4 separate regions of the Mus musculus genome follow, and all the other regions are linked to region 1. Evidence: chromatin contacts called from public ChIA-PET and HiChIP or PLAC-seq data. All regions are on one chromosome and are shown on one strand. The core of a region is the stretch at or near the end of the contact, and the rest is flanking DNA. Distances in the headings are between cores, read along the strand shown.

What was found. ChIA-PET counts read pairs in DNA pulled down with a chosen protein or histone mark. HiChIP or PLAC-seq counts read pairs in DNA pulled down with a chosen protein or histone mark.
Region 2: a contact with region 1 is called in an RNA polymerase II ChIA-PET map of memory CD8 T cells, with 26 read pairs. The contact joins two enhancer-like sites. A contact is called at or near these places in 3 of 115 datasets of contacts at active chromatin or transcription factors (effector CD8 T cells, embryonic stem cells and memory CD8 T cells).
Region 3: a contact with region 1 is called in an H3K27ac HiChIP or PLAC-seq map of embryonic stem cells, with 5 times the contacts expected there. The contact joins two enhancer-like sites. A contact is called at or near these places in 11 of 115 datasets of contacts at active chromatin or transcription factors (T-cell acute lymphoblastic leukemia, bone marrow-derived macrophages, craniofacial prominence and 6 more) and 1 of 9 other capture datasets (embryonic stem cells).
Region 4: a contact with region 1 is called in an H3K27ac HiChIP or PLAC-seq map of embryonic stem cells, with 2.4 times the contacts expected there. The contact joins two enhancer-like sites. A contact is called at or near these places in 5 of 115 datasets of contacts at active chromatin or transcription factors (T-cell acute lymphoblastic leukemia, embryonic stem cells, large pre-B cells and 1 more) and 1 of 9 other capture datasets (embryonic stem cells).

Annotation. Positions count from the first base shown.
Region 1 is chr9:96,794,101-96,796,832 of GRCm38.p6, forward strand. No RefSeq gene overlaps it. Among named protein-coding and RNA genes, the nearest start is that of C430002N11Rik, 30 kb to the left of the region's middle. Within about 2 kb of position 1,396, at least 223 of the 459 cell types and tissues checked have an H3K27ac peak or open chromatin away from gene starts, as enhancers often do. A contact at or near this core is called in bone marrow-derived macrophages, embryonic stem cells and memory CD8 T cells, where this site is marked.
Region 2 is chr9:96,390,860-96,393,693 of GRCm38.p6, forward strand. The region is part of intron 1 of Gm39409 (a long non-coding RNA gene); the gene reads right to left. The region is part of intron 1 of Gm40550 (a long non-coding RNA gene); the gene reads left to right. Among named protein-coding and RNA genes, the nearest start is that of Gm39409, 4.6 kb to the right of the region's middle. Within about 2 kb of position 1,297, at least 74 of the 459 cell types and tissues checked have an H3K27ac peak or open chromatin away from gene starts, as enhancers often do. A contact at or near this core is called in memory CD8 T cells, where this site is marked.
Region 3 is chr9:96,537,787-96,540,486 of GRCm38.p6, forward strand. It overlaps Rasa2 (RAS p21 protein activator 2), which reads right to left. Exons shown (of 24, transcript NM_053268.2): 24 at 1,514-2,700. It also overlaps the pseudogene Gm8495. Among named protein-coding and RNA genes, the nearest start is that of Gm28729, 14 kb to the left of the region's middle. Within about 2 kb of position 1,330, at least 12 of the 459 cell types and tissues checked have an H3K27ac peak or open chromatin away from gene starts, as enhancers often do. A contact at or near this core is called in bone marrow-derived macrophages and embryonic stem cells, where this site is marked.
Region 4 is chr9:96,490,686-96,493,385 of GRCm38.p6, forward strand. Gm28729 (predicted gene 28729) reads right to left here. Exons shown (of 11, transcript NM_001370882.1): 10 at 1,387-1,499. Among named protein-coding and RNA genes, the nearest start is that of Rnf7, 13 kb to the left of the region's middle. Within about 2 kb of position 1,311, at least 25 of the 459 cell types and tissues checked have an H3K27ac peak or open chromatin away from gene starts, as enhancers often do. A contact at or near this core is called in embryonic stem cells, where this site is marked.

The DNA of each region.
Region 1 (2,732 bases), core at 146-2,645:
CAACAACAACAACAACAACAACAACAAAATAGTCTTATTTTAAAAATTCAAATAACATTATTACTGTGAAAACAGGGATTTTTTTTTTCCTCCTCCTTTTTGCAACCCGGGATTTTAGACAGGGTTTTATGTACCCTGGACTGATGTTAAAACTAACAAGCAGATAGGGACACCTTGAAAGGCGTTTTCTTCCTGACCTCCGGAGCCCACATGCTGGGATACATCCAGTTCCTATAAATAGCTTAAACTGTGTAGATCCTAAAAGGGTCTGAGAGACCTCCACAAGGTTCAAGAAATAGAGCAACATGTCAGTACCTCTGAGTAGTCTATTCTTCATGACTGACTGCAGGATTGTGTCCTACGATACACTATCTCATAGAACACACTAATACCAGTCATTGTAGCTCCCTAAGAGTTAGGGACCTGTGTACTTGACTTAGGAGTTTAGGGGGGAAATTACTATGGGTTGTATAACCATCCACAATTCTGGACAGGGTTTATCACTTATTGGTATACAGCAATTATCCAGCATGTGCAAGGAACTGGGTTCAGGATCCCAGGACGCAGAGGTAAAATCCAAAAACATTAGTGATAATGTGTGGTGGGCCAGGCCTATAATCCCAGTATTCAGGAGGCCAGCCTTATCTACTCAGTCATATATAAATCATAAGCGAGGGGCAGGGTGGTGCATGCTTTTAATCCAAGTGCTTGGGAGACCAAGGCAGGTGAATCATTACAAGTTCAAGGCTAGCCTGGTCAGCTATGGCCAGCTCAGGATGACACAGTGAAACAGAAAAAAAGGAAAAGAAGGGAGGGAGGGAGGGAGGGAGGGAGGGAGGGAGGGAGGGAGGGAGGGAGGGAGGGAGGGAGAGAGGGAGAAAAAGAGGGAGGGAGGGAGGGAGAATTCTAATGAGGGAAACTCAGTGTTAGCTTTTTCAGTGGTGTACTTTTGGCCTCATTCTCTCTCTTCACCATCATTTAACCTTCCCATTCCCCCCCCCCCCCCCCCGTTATCTTTCAGGCCCTCTCATGTCCTGTAGCTTCCTCTTAGTCCACTCCATTCCCATTTCTGAATGCTCCCATCACAATCCTCAGATTTTTGTTTTGTTTTAAGGGGAGCAGGGGCTGGGGGGGAGCAGTGGGGAGTGGGGTAGGATGGGGTGTGATCTTTAAGGGCTGACAAGCTTTGAAGGAGACAGATTTAAAAAACAAAAATAAAAAGGCTGGGGTCCCAAATAAGTTGGAGTCTGAGGAATGACACTGAGTGGAGAGTCTTAGCAAGGAGACTAACAACCTCCAGAACCCCAGGTATTCGCTAGTATGAGCTGGATGGGCAGGGTCACAGGAAAACGTGGTCGGGAGCCACAGTACTGTTCACACTTGTTCCCACAGCCTGCAGGCACAGCAGAAGCTGCAAGAGAACTGTGACACGTGACACTCTACAGATCACGCCTGGAGGTTCAAGACTGTCTCTTCTTTCAAGAGGGAGCCTGACTGCGGATAAGGAGGAGCTGAAACCATGATCTGTTTCCCAGGGGACCAGTAGGGAAAAATGGCACCGGCCCAAGCAGCCTCAGAGCCATCCTAACAAAGCCTGGCTTTCTGTAACTCACAACCGAGCCCTGGAGGCTGACACCCCACAAGGGCCCCAGAGGACCCTCCCTACTGCAGGGCTTCTCACTCCACTTTCAACTTAAGGCTGCCCTAGGGGAAGAGGAGTTGTGGGGTAGGGGGCGAAGCTTTCTGGGAAATTCAGCCCTTTTCAAGAGGCTTCTGGGAGTTGTAGTTCATATAGGTCTTTGCATGCAAGCACGTTTCTGTGTGTGTCCCTGCGCCGCCCCCCCCCCCCCCCCCCCCGTTGAGGCTTCTATTGCTCCAGAACCCTGGGAAAGGTCATAGTTTCTAGTTCCTGGAGGCATCCGACCTGATGGAATCATAGCAGAAAATGAACTTTTGATATATGTAATATAATTCTACACTTGTCTTTTAACGGATTACTGTGCATTGCTTTGCTGTATCAGGCCTGACTCACGCTCTCACTTACATATTTTAAAATGTCCTTATATATGACTTTCAAGAAGTCTGATATGCAACATGATGGGGAAATTTCAGAAACTTTTTCAGTTAGATTTTGTTTTAATGCAAACACTTGTAATTTTTTTTTTGTATGACAAAAGTCTTTGTGTTGTCAAATCCTTTTAAATAAAAGAGATTTGGAGAAAAATTAGGAATTCTTACAGGCTGATGATTTTTAAAGATTATGCAATGTTTATGCTTATTAGTGACATCTATAGTTTGTACTGTATTGTAGATATATATTTGTATAAATAAACGTACAAATGAGGCTATACACTAAGGTTACATATAAACTAATATTCTAAAGAAATCTATGATTGTCATTATTAAAGCATAATGTCAGTATTCAGAAACTCAAAACATCTAATTTTATGATCTTTCCTTATCCTAGGCCAAGTTTTTAAAAAGGACAATTGGATAACTTAAAGGCATATGGAGTTGTTTACTTTGGACATAATATTTTATAGCAATCTATGGATTATTTCTTTTAAAAATCTAGGTGAGCTATGAAAATTTTATATAGGTACAGGGGCTTTAAAAGAAAATATTATAAGATTAATAGTTATACTAAAATATTGAATTAGCTATAGCTTTAATGTTTATATGATTTCCTATCTATATTCATTATGTGTATATGTATGTGTCTGCATGAGTTT
Region 2 (2,834 bases), core at 47-2,546, 400 kb before region 1:
GTGAGGTCGAGGCCAAACTGGTCTGCATAGTGAGTTCCAGGACAGCCAGGGCTATGGAGTAAAACTCTGTTTTGAAAAACAAACAAGGGCTGAAGAGACGGCTCAGTGGTTAAGAGCACTGACTGCTCTTCCAAAGGTCCTGAGTTCAATTCCCAGCAACCACATGGTGGTTCACAACCATCTGTAAAGGGATCTGATGCCCTCTTCTGGTGTGTCTCGAAACAGCTACAATGTACTTATATAAATAAAATAAATCTTTAAAAGAAGAACTGAGCAGTGGTGGCACATGCCTTTAATCCCAGCACTTGGGAGGCAGAGGCAGGTGGATTTCTGAGTTCGAGTCCAGCCTGGTCTACAGAGTGAGTTCCAGGAAAGCTAGGGCTATACAGAGAAACGCTGTCTCGAAAAACATGAAGAAGAAGAAGAAGAAGAAGAAGAAGAAGAAGAAGAAGAAGAAGAAGAAGAAGAAGAAGAAGAAGAAGAAGAAGAAGAAAAGAAGAAATAAAACTTTGAATAGTGGCTCAAGGCTGGATGAGGTGGGCTCTTGAACTTCAGGCTAAACAGTAAAATGGGACTTTGTAAATAAGAACTACTGCTTTCTCAGAAAAGGAGGAGGAGGAAGCGATTAATGCCAGCTTCTTATTCCTCTTTTTTTTTTCCCCTTTTGAGGCACACACACTCCAGGATAGCCTCAAAAACAAACAAAAACAAATAAACAAAAACACAACCAAACAACCAAAAAGCAAAAAACAAATCAAACCAACAAAAGCCCCCACTATGTAGCGAAGGATGAGAAACTGCTCCCTCCTCCTCCATATCCAATTATGGGGTTATGGGCATATAATAAGTGTTTGACTTGCTTTGCTTTTTGAGACAGTCTTGCTCTGTACGCCAGGCTGTCCAGGACTTCACTTCGTTAATCCTCCTGCCTCTACCTCCCTGCCAAGTTCTTAAATTTAAGTTCAAATTAAGTAAGTGCCCAGGCTCCGGAAACCTGTCTTCTTATGTTCTAAGTCAGTGATGATGAATATACCAGGATTATACTGAAATAATATTGAACCATAAAAGCCACAGAAAAGCAGTTTGCTTCTATCTGCGTTAGACTCACAAGCCCAATGATACCCAGAGCCACTGGAGGCTGTGGCTTCTTCTTAGTTGAGCAACTGGGTACTATTTGGGACAAATCACTGGTCACACAAGTTCCATCATAAGATGAGAAAGAAGAGGAAGCAGTGTTTAGTGTCCTTTTGGTTTAGTTTTTAATAACAGGACAGGGTAGGCATTGTGCAAGAACACAGGATATGACATCAAGGAGACCTCTCTGAGCCAGCCCCTGCCAACCTCTCAGAACTATGTGACCTAAGGAGGACCTACCCACTCAAATCAAACCAAACCAACCCACAGCAACACATCTCTCTGTCATCTATAAATAAGAACACCTTCCTGACATGGTTTGAAGGGAATTTACATGGAGGTGCTATGAAGTACCACAGAATGTTAAGACACTTCATGTTCAGAAGATGCCAAGAATTCTTTAGACTCCATTCTCACTTCTTTTTTAAGTGGGAGATGCTGAGCAATCCTACCCTGCCCTTCTGTTTGTCAGATCTCTCAGCATACTAGACTTGATGGATAACGGAAACACTTAAATCATCACGAAGGGTCAAATACCCCGATTGGCAACCTAGTAACTCACTTATAAGAGATTTTAATTTTTAAAATATCTTTGTATTAATTCTTTGAAAATCTCATGCAATATATTTTTAAAGATTTATTTTATGTATATTGTATATGAGTGCTCTATCTCTGTGTATAACCTACATCCAAGAAGAAGGCATCAGATCCCATGACAGATGGTTGGGAGCCACGATGTGGTTGCTGGGAATTGAACTCAGGACCTCTAAAAGAGCAGCCAGTGCTCTTAACATGTGAGCCATCTCTCCAGCCCCCAATACAATATCATATCATAATAATCATATTTATTCATCTCCATTCCTCACCCTAACTCTTCCCAGTTCTACCCCACCTCCACTCCCAACGCCATGTCCCCATTTTTGTTTGCTTTGTTTTCTCTCTTTTTTTTTTCTAAACAACCCACGGTGTTCTATTTGTGCTGCCCATATACTCCTGGATGTGTGGCTACCCACTGGAGCATAATCAACCTATGGGGGTCACACTCTTAAAGAAAACAGACTTTCCCTCTCCCAGAAGCCATCAACCGTCCATAGCTCCTCAGTGTGGGTGGTGCCACTTGTGAACCATTTTCCACTCCACGCTAGAATCTCTCCACTGGCTTGATCTAGCATAGGCAACAAGGCTGCCATGGTCCAAGACTGCAGCAGTCCTGCTTGTTCAGAAGATACCGTTTCATCTGGTCCTTCCTGACCTCTAATTCTAACAGTCTCCTTCCTCAGTGCTGGCATGTGTGTGATACAGATGTCCCAATTGAGACTGAACTCAAGTCCGCTGACTCACTCTTTCCACTCTGACCACTTAGGAGTTCCCTTGCTAACCTTCCTGTACTGTACAAAGCAACGCCTCAGATGAGGTCTGAGTGCTGCCCTAGTCCACGAACAGAGAAAGATGAAATTATACTATGTCCATATAGTAGAAAATAGTGTGTGCTTCTTCCTGTAGTCAGGACTTACATCCAACCAGAAAGTGGTTGGATGCCCCCTGTAATATTTGTGCCACTGTGTGCCTATGGGCACATCTTACTGCACTGTCATTATTGTAATTCATAGAGTTCACAGCTAGGTAAGACTTGATGTCTTTCCCTCACAATGGCCTACACAGAATCTCCCAGTACAGCGAGCAGGGAAGGAGCTTCCTGG
Region 3 (2,700 bases), core at 80-2,579, 260 kb before region 1:
GAAGATCCCTAAGGACTGCGGTGCAGGTTATGTGAGCCAGCCTGTGCAAACCCCACCACCAGTGGAGAACTGAGCTGGGCTAGTCTTCTTCCAAGATCCCTTGGCTCCTTTTTATTGTTACCATTCCCCACTCTAAGGCGTGAAATTTATTTTCACTGCTCTGAATTCCCTATGAATGGATTTAGTTCTGAGGAATTACCAGTGAAAAAAATCCCATCTGTGATGGAGACCAACAAAAATAAGAAAACACACCGAGCCAAAAAAAAGAAAAAAAAAAAGATGGAACTTCAGGTGAAGATGCATATGAAAATTAAGATGAAAGTAATGGTTGGTTATTTAAGAATATCAAATCACCCAAAAGACTCACTGCGAGGAAAGCTTGCAGAGGAGCTTAGTAGCAGGCATGGACGTGGAGTAGAAAGGAACCATAATGGTTTTAGGCATTGTTTATTCTGAATCATGGGAGTTAGAAAGGGAAATTCAAATTATGGCCCCTGCCCTTTAAAGAACGGCATGCTTACTCAGGGTACAGGGCTGGACATGGTGGTGCAGGCTCTCAACACAGCACTAGGAGTGCAGGAGGAGAATCGGGAGTTCAAGGCCAACCTTGAGAATTAAAACAACAAACAAAACAAAAAACGGAAACCACTCACCCACCAATCCCTGCCCTGCTAATAAACTGTCAGAAAGAATACTGGTATTTATTACAAGTTTTAGTCCACATGAAAAAGGTTCAGACCCCCCCAACTCTTTGTTAACGTTAAACTCTTATGGGGCCACGGGGCTGTTGTTAATTTAGGGGTGCTCAGGAATGCTGAGGCACACAGGGGACAATCTGTTTCTCACGTGGGGCATCAGTTATCTCTAGTCTACTCTTTGGCGCTGCCACATATATTCTCAAGAGAATCTGTTAACATGGCACCGCATGGTCAAATGTGAATACCCTGAGGATGACGTACTGAGGTTATACAATGGACAGCTACAGACACCCCCACGTCAGTGTAGGCTTTGAGTCATGAGTGGCTTTAATGTTTGTTTTTTTTTGTTTTGTTTTGTTTTGGAGACAGGGTTTCTCTGTGTAGCCCTGGCTGTCCTGGAACTCACTCTGTAGACCAGGCTGGCCTCGAACTCAGAAATTCGCCAGCCTCTGACTCCCAAGTGCTGGAATTAAAGGCGTGCACCACCACGCCCAGCGTTTGTTTTGTTTTTAAAGAGCAAAAAGACCTTTCTTTAAAAAGTCAACAGGCCGAGTTCTGTTCGCCCAGGCACGAGTGGAGTACATTCTTCCACACCTCCCTCTGGGAAAGCTGGGAGCTGCACTGATGAATGCTGCAGGCCACAGAGAGAAGTGGACGCCTCAGCAACACAGGAACGTGGCCTGGTGGAGTGCAGGCCACGCCCAGGGCTTCCTGGCTGCTGCCCCTGCTGCTGCTGGAGCTGCCTTTAGTGTCTCATCCACAGACAGGCAAGCTGCAGGCATTTTAAATACAAGTAAGGTCTCACAAAGAACAGATAGGCTTCTTGTACTTTATTTGAGTTATTTTCAAATGACAGTTACAAAAGCTTTTAATTTTTATAATACTCTTCATAAGAAAATAAAATTTAAATAAAAATACATTCTCAACAACATAGAGTCACTATATTATGGTCTGATAACTTACACTTACAAACTAGACACCGTACAAACCAGTATTTACTAGCAACATATTAATTCCCAAGTTAAAAATGGAAGCAGATAATATCAACCAAAAATCAGTCATTTTAACTCTAGAATGAGTTTTGCATTTGTCACATAGGTGGGGACACTAGAAAGCACTGCGGAGTCCATCTTTTAGGCTATTCAATAGTACTTAAAGCAATTTAGAAGGTGTGTTCACTTAAAAGGAATGTATTTTCTAAAACCTAGCTTGAATGAACTTTTCCAGTAAAAGAATGCAATTCGGCCTTGGAGACACAGACAAACCCCAGCCATCAGTCACATGATGTTTCTTGTTGGTAAAATAAGAGCCCAGTTTTGATGCTTAGCTATTACCCGTGATATTAAAAACATAGTTCTTTGGTAAGCAAAATAGTTTGATTTGATAAATTATATTCCTGGGAGTAAAAAAAAAAAAAAACCAAACCAAAACCAAAACTTTTGCTGTTGCCCAGTGTCTTACCAGGTGATGATTTAAAAGAAAGCTAAACAACAGATCAGTATAATCTCAATGGATGGATACAGCTCCACTAGGAGTCAGAGCTAGTGAGTGACTGTGCTAAGTTTCCTCCTATCATCTTCTGTTCATATATATATATATACATACACATACATGTGTGTGTGTGTATATATATATACATATACAAAAACCATGTGTGTGTGTGTGTGTGTGTGTGTGTGTGTACGTATATATGTTTTTTTTTTTCAAATGCTCTTTGCAGAAGCAGAGAAAGGAGACCATGGAGGTAAGACTCTAAGTACGCAAGAGCACAGCATAGGAGAAGCCCCGAGAAGGGCCCTGACTGTCCTTGGACTCTGTGGACATAGTTTCTGATTGGAAAAGACTTACTAAAGAAAATTAGTTTTGTATTTCTCTTTTTACACTGTACCAAGCTGGCTAATTAATTCCAGTCAAGCTGGCTGTTTAAAAGGTCATGTGAATAAAAGAACTACAATATTGAGCTCTCAGAGTTACACATGTATACAGCTTTGGCCCCTGTGAC
Region 4 (2,700 bases), core at 61-2,560, 300 kb before region 1:
CAATTCAAAAGCAAAGCCCGGAGCAACACTTCCTACTGAGCTGGCTAATGTTGGTTTACCCAATAAACGTGACTACTCAGAGGACAGCAAACGCAGGCAGGCAGCAGTGTCTGTGACATTCATTCCGTCACGGGCTTGACACCTGCCTGCATGCCCTGCTTTTTGTGTTCCGACCTGACGGCTGGTGCCCGGGTTGGCTTAGTGGGTTTGCGCTGCCGGCATTTAGAGTCTCTCTAGCTCCTCATCCTCTCTCTCTCTCTACAACTGTGGACTACTTCTGTTTTAGTTTTTGAGGCAGTTTCACATTGTGTACCAGATTGGCCTGAACTCACTAGATAGCCCAGGCTGGCCTTGAACTTGTGGCAATTCTCTTGCCTCAGCGTCTCAAGTAATATTAGGATGATGGTATGAGCCACTATGTTCTGGGTCAGAAATAGTTGTGTTTAAAAAATACATAAAGAAGAAAACAAAGCAAAACAAAACAACAACAACATCAACAACAAAAAAGGCATGGTAGCTCACGCCTGTAATCTCAAGGAGACAAAGGATTGCCAGAAGTTTAAGCCCAGTCTGCCAGTCTGATATACAGAGTAAGACCAAGCCTCAAAACTAACTAACTAAATAGACGACACACATACAAGCCCGGGTGGGGAGAATATTTACTCATTGGATGGTAGTAACAATGCTGATATTTTGGTGTACAGCAGTCTAGGTTTTTGTTTTTGCTTTTTTAAGATTTATTTATTATTATACATAAGTACACTGTAGCTGTCTTTGGACGCACCAGAAGAGGGCATCAGATTTCATTACAGGTGGTTGTGAGCCACCATGTGGTTGCTGGGATTTGAACTCAGGACTTCTGGAAGAGCAGTCAGTGCTCTTACCTCCTGAGCCATCTCGCCAGCCCGCAGTCTAGGTTTTTAAATGCATGTGCACACTTCTAAATTTCTGTATCAAAAGTCCTCTACCTATTACTTGTAAACAGCTCATTTCGTAACAGTGCTATTAAATATTTGCCCCATTAAAAAAGAAAGTTCAGTTTTACGCAGTGGAGAGTAAGCATATGCAAATCCTCTTCTTCCTCCGGGCAGCCCTGGCACCTAAGAGCAGACATGAGGCTCCTGGCAGACCCGCAGCAGGCCTGCAGGAACACGAATTCAGCAGGGCAGAGGAGCTGAGGCAGTTTTCACTAATGTTTGAGAGATGATGTTGTCTTACTGCTTGCCTCGTGACACAGCCATCATCCGTTTGACTGTGGGTTAGGGGAGGATGGCCTAGACCCTAAACTCTGGGATCGAAGGCGCCATTAATTTCCACTGAGGCCCACGCTTCATCTTGCGCCCCCTGGTGGCTGCTACTCAACTGTGCAGACGCTGAAGATTTTACCTTTTTCTTCTTTTTACGCCTCCTATTAGATTTCTTGCTAAGTTTCCAGATAGATCTGAAGGTGTCCGAAGAGATCCGGGGAGTGACTGTAACTTTTAAGGGTGGTAGTTTACCTGGGCAGAGAGAATAAGCAAGAATGAGGAGAACGGCTAACGCTGTTCAGGGCTGCTCGGATGGTCCGAATTCCATCATTAGAGTTGGCTCCTTGCTAAAGCCGGGCATGGTTGGTACTCATCTGCAGTCTTTGGACTCCAGAGGCTGAAGCAGGAAGACTAGCCTCAATTACATACAAACATATATAGCCAGCTCAAGGTCACCCTGGGCTACAGAGATCCTGTCTCAAAAAAAAAAAAAAAAAAAAAAATCAAGACCTCAACTAGAGGAAGAGGAGAAGATGAGGGAGGGAAAGAAAAAGGCATAAGCAAACCAAACTCACTTGTTACCAAGTAAGTAAGTTATTCTGATTTCGTGAAAGGAGAATTAGAAATTGTTGACTTGCAAATAAATGGTAGGAAGAGAGAAAACACTGGAAGAACATTATTTTTTATAATTAGTGTTTCCATTGTCTTTTAAGGTTTAAAACGATGCCTTTAGGGTTAAAGTCCAAGTGAGTCACCCTGTAAAATCTTAGCAGCTACCCCCCCTTTTTTTGAAGACTCTTCACTGTGTTCAAACATAATTAAAGTGCTCCGTCAGAAACAGCCCATAATGACTCTAGCTCATGACATACACGCATTAAGGCTACTCACGATGCACACTTAGACTAAGTTTCAAAACTGCTGATTTCCTAAGCCATAGATTGCTTTTTAATGCTGTTTAAATGAGTACTTTCATTTTCAGGTGGGCGCGCCATAATTAGCCTCTCATTTATGTAAATTGAGCCATTTACTAAGCGTGGAAGACGTTTTCCATCCCAGAGAGGTACTGAGTGAAAAATCACTTCCCATCCTGTCACCAGAGGCTGTCTGTCCTTACGCTCCCTGCACTAATGCTGTGGAGATTGCCAGCAGCCCAATAATGGGTTTTTACTACCAGGTAGGATGAAGGGGTGGCGTCGGCACCAGGAAAACCAAAGCGCTTATCGCACTTACAGTCAGGTTTAACAGAATTATCCTGCTGGACCTCATGCCTGCTCTAATGGAACAAGAAGTGGGTGTTCTGTTCCTCTAAAAGAAAAGGATAATTGAAAAAAAAATCTTAGAGTCATTTAATTGGTCATTAAAGATGCATGGCTTTGGTTTGAGGTGGAGCAGCACAGCAGACCACACTCCTGTGACCCTCTTTTACAACACTGCCGGGGAAGGAAAAATGTGA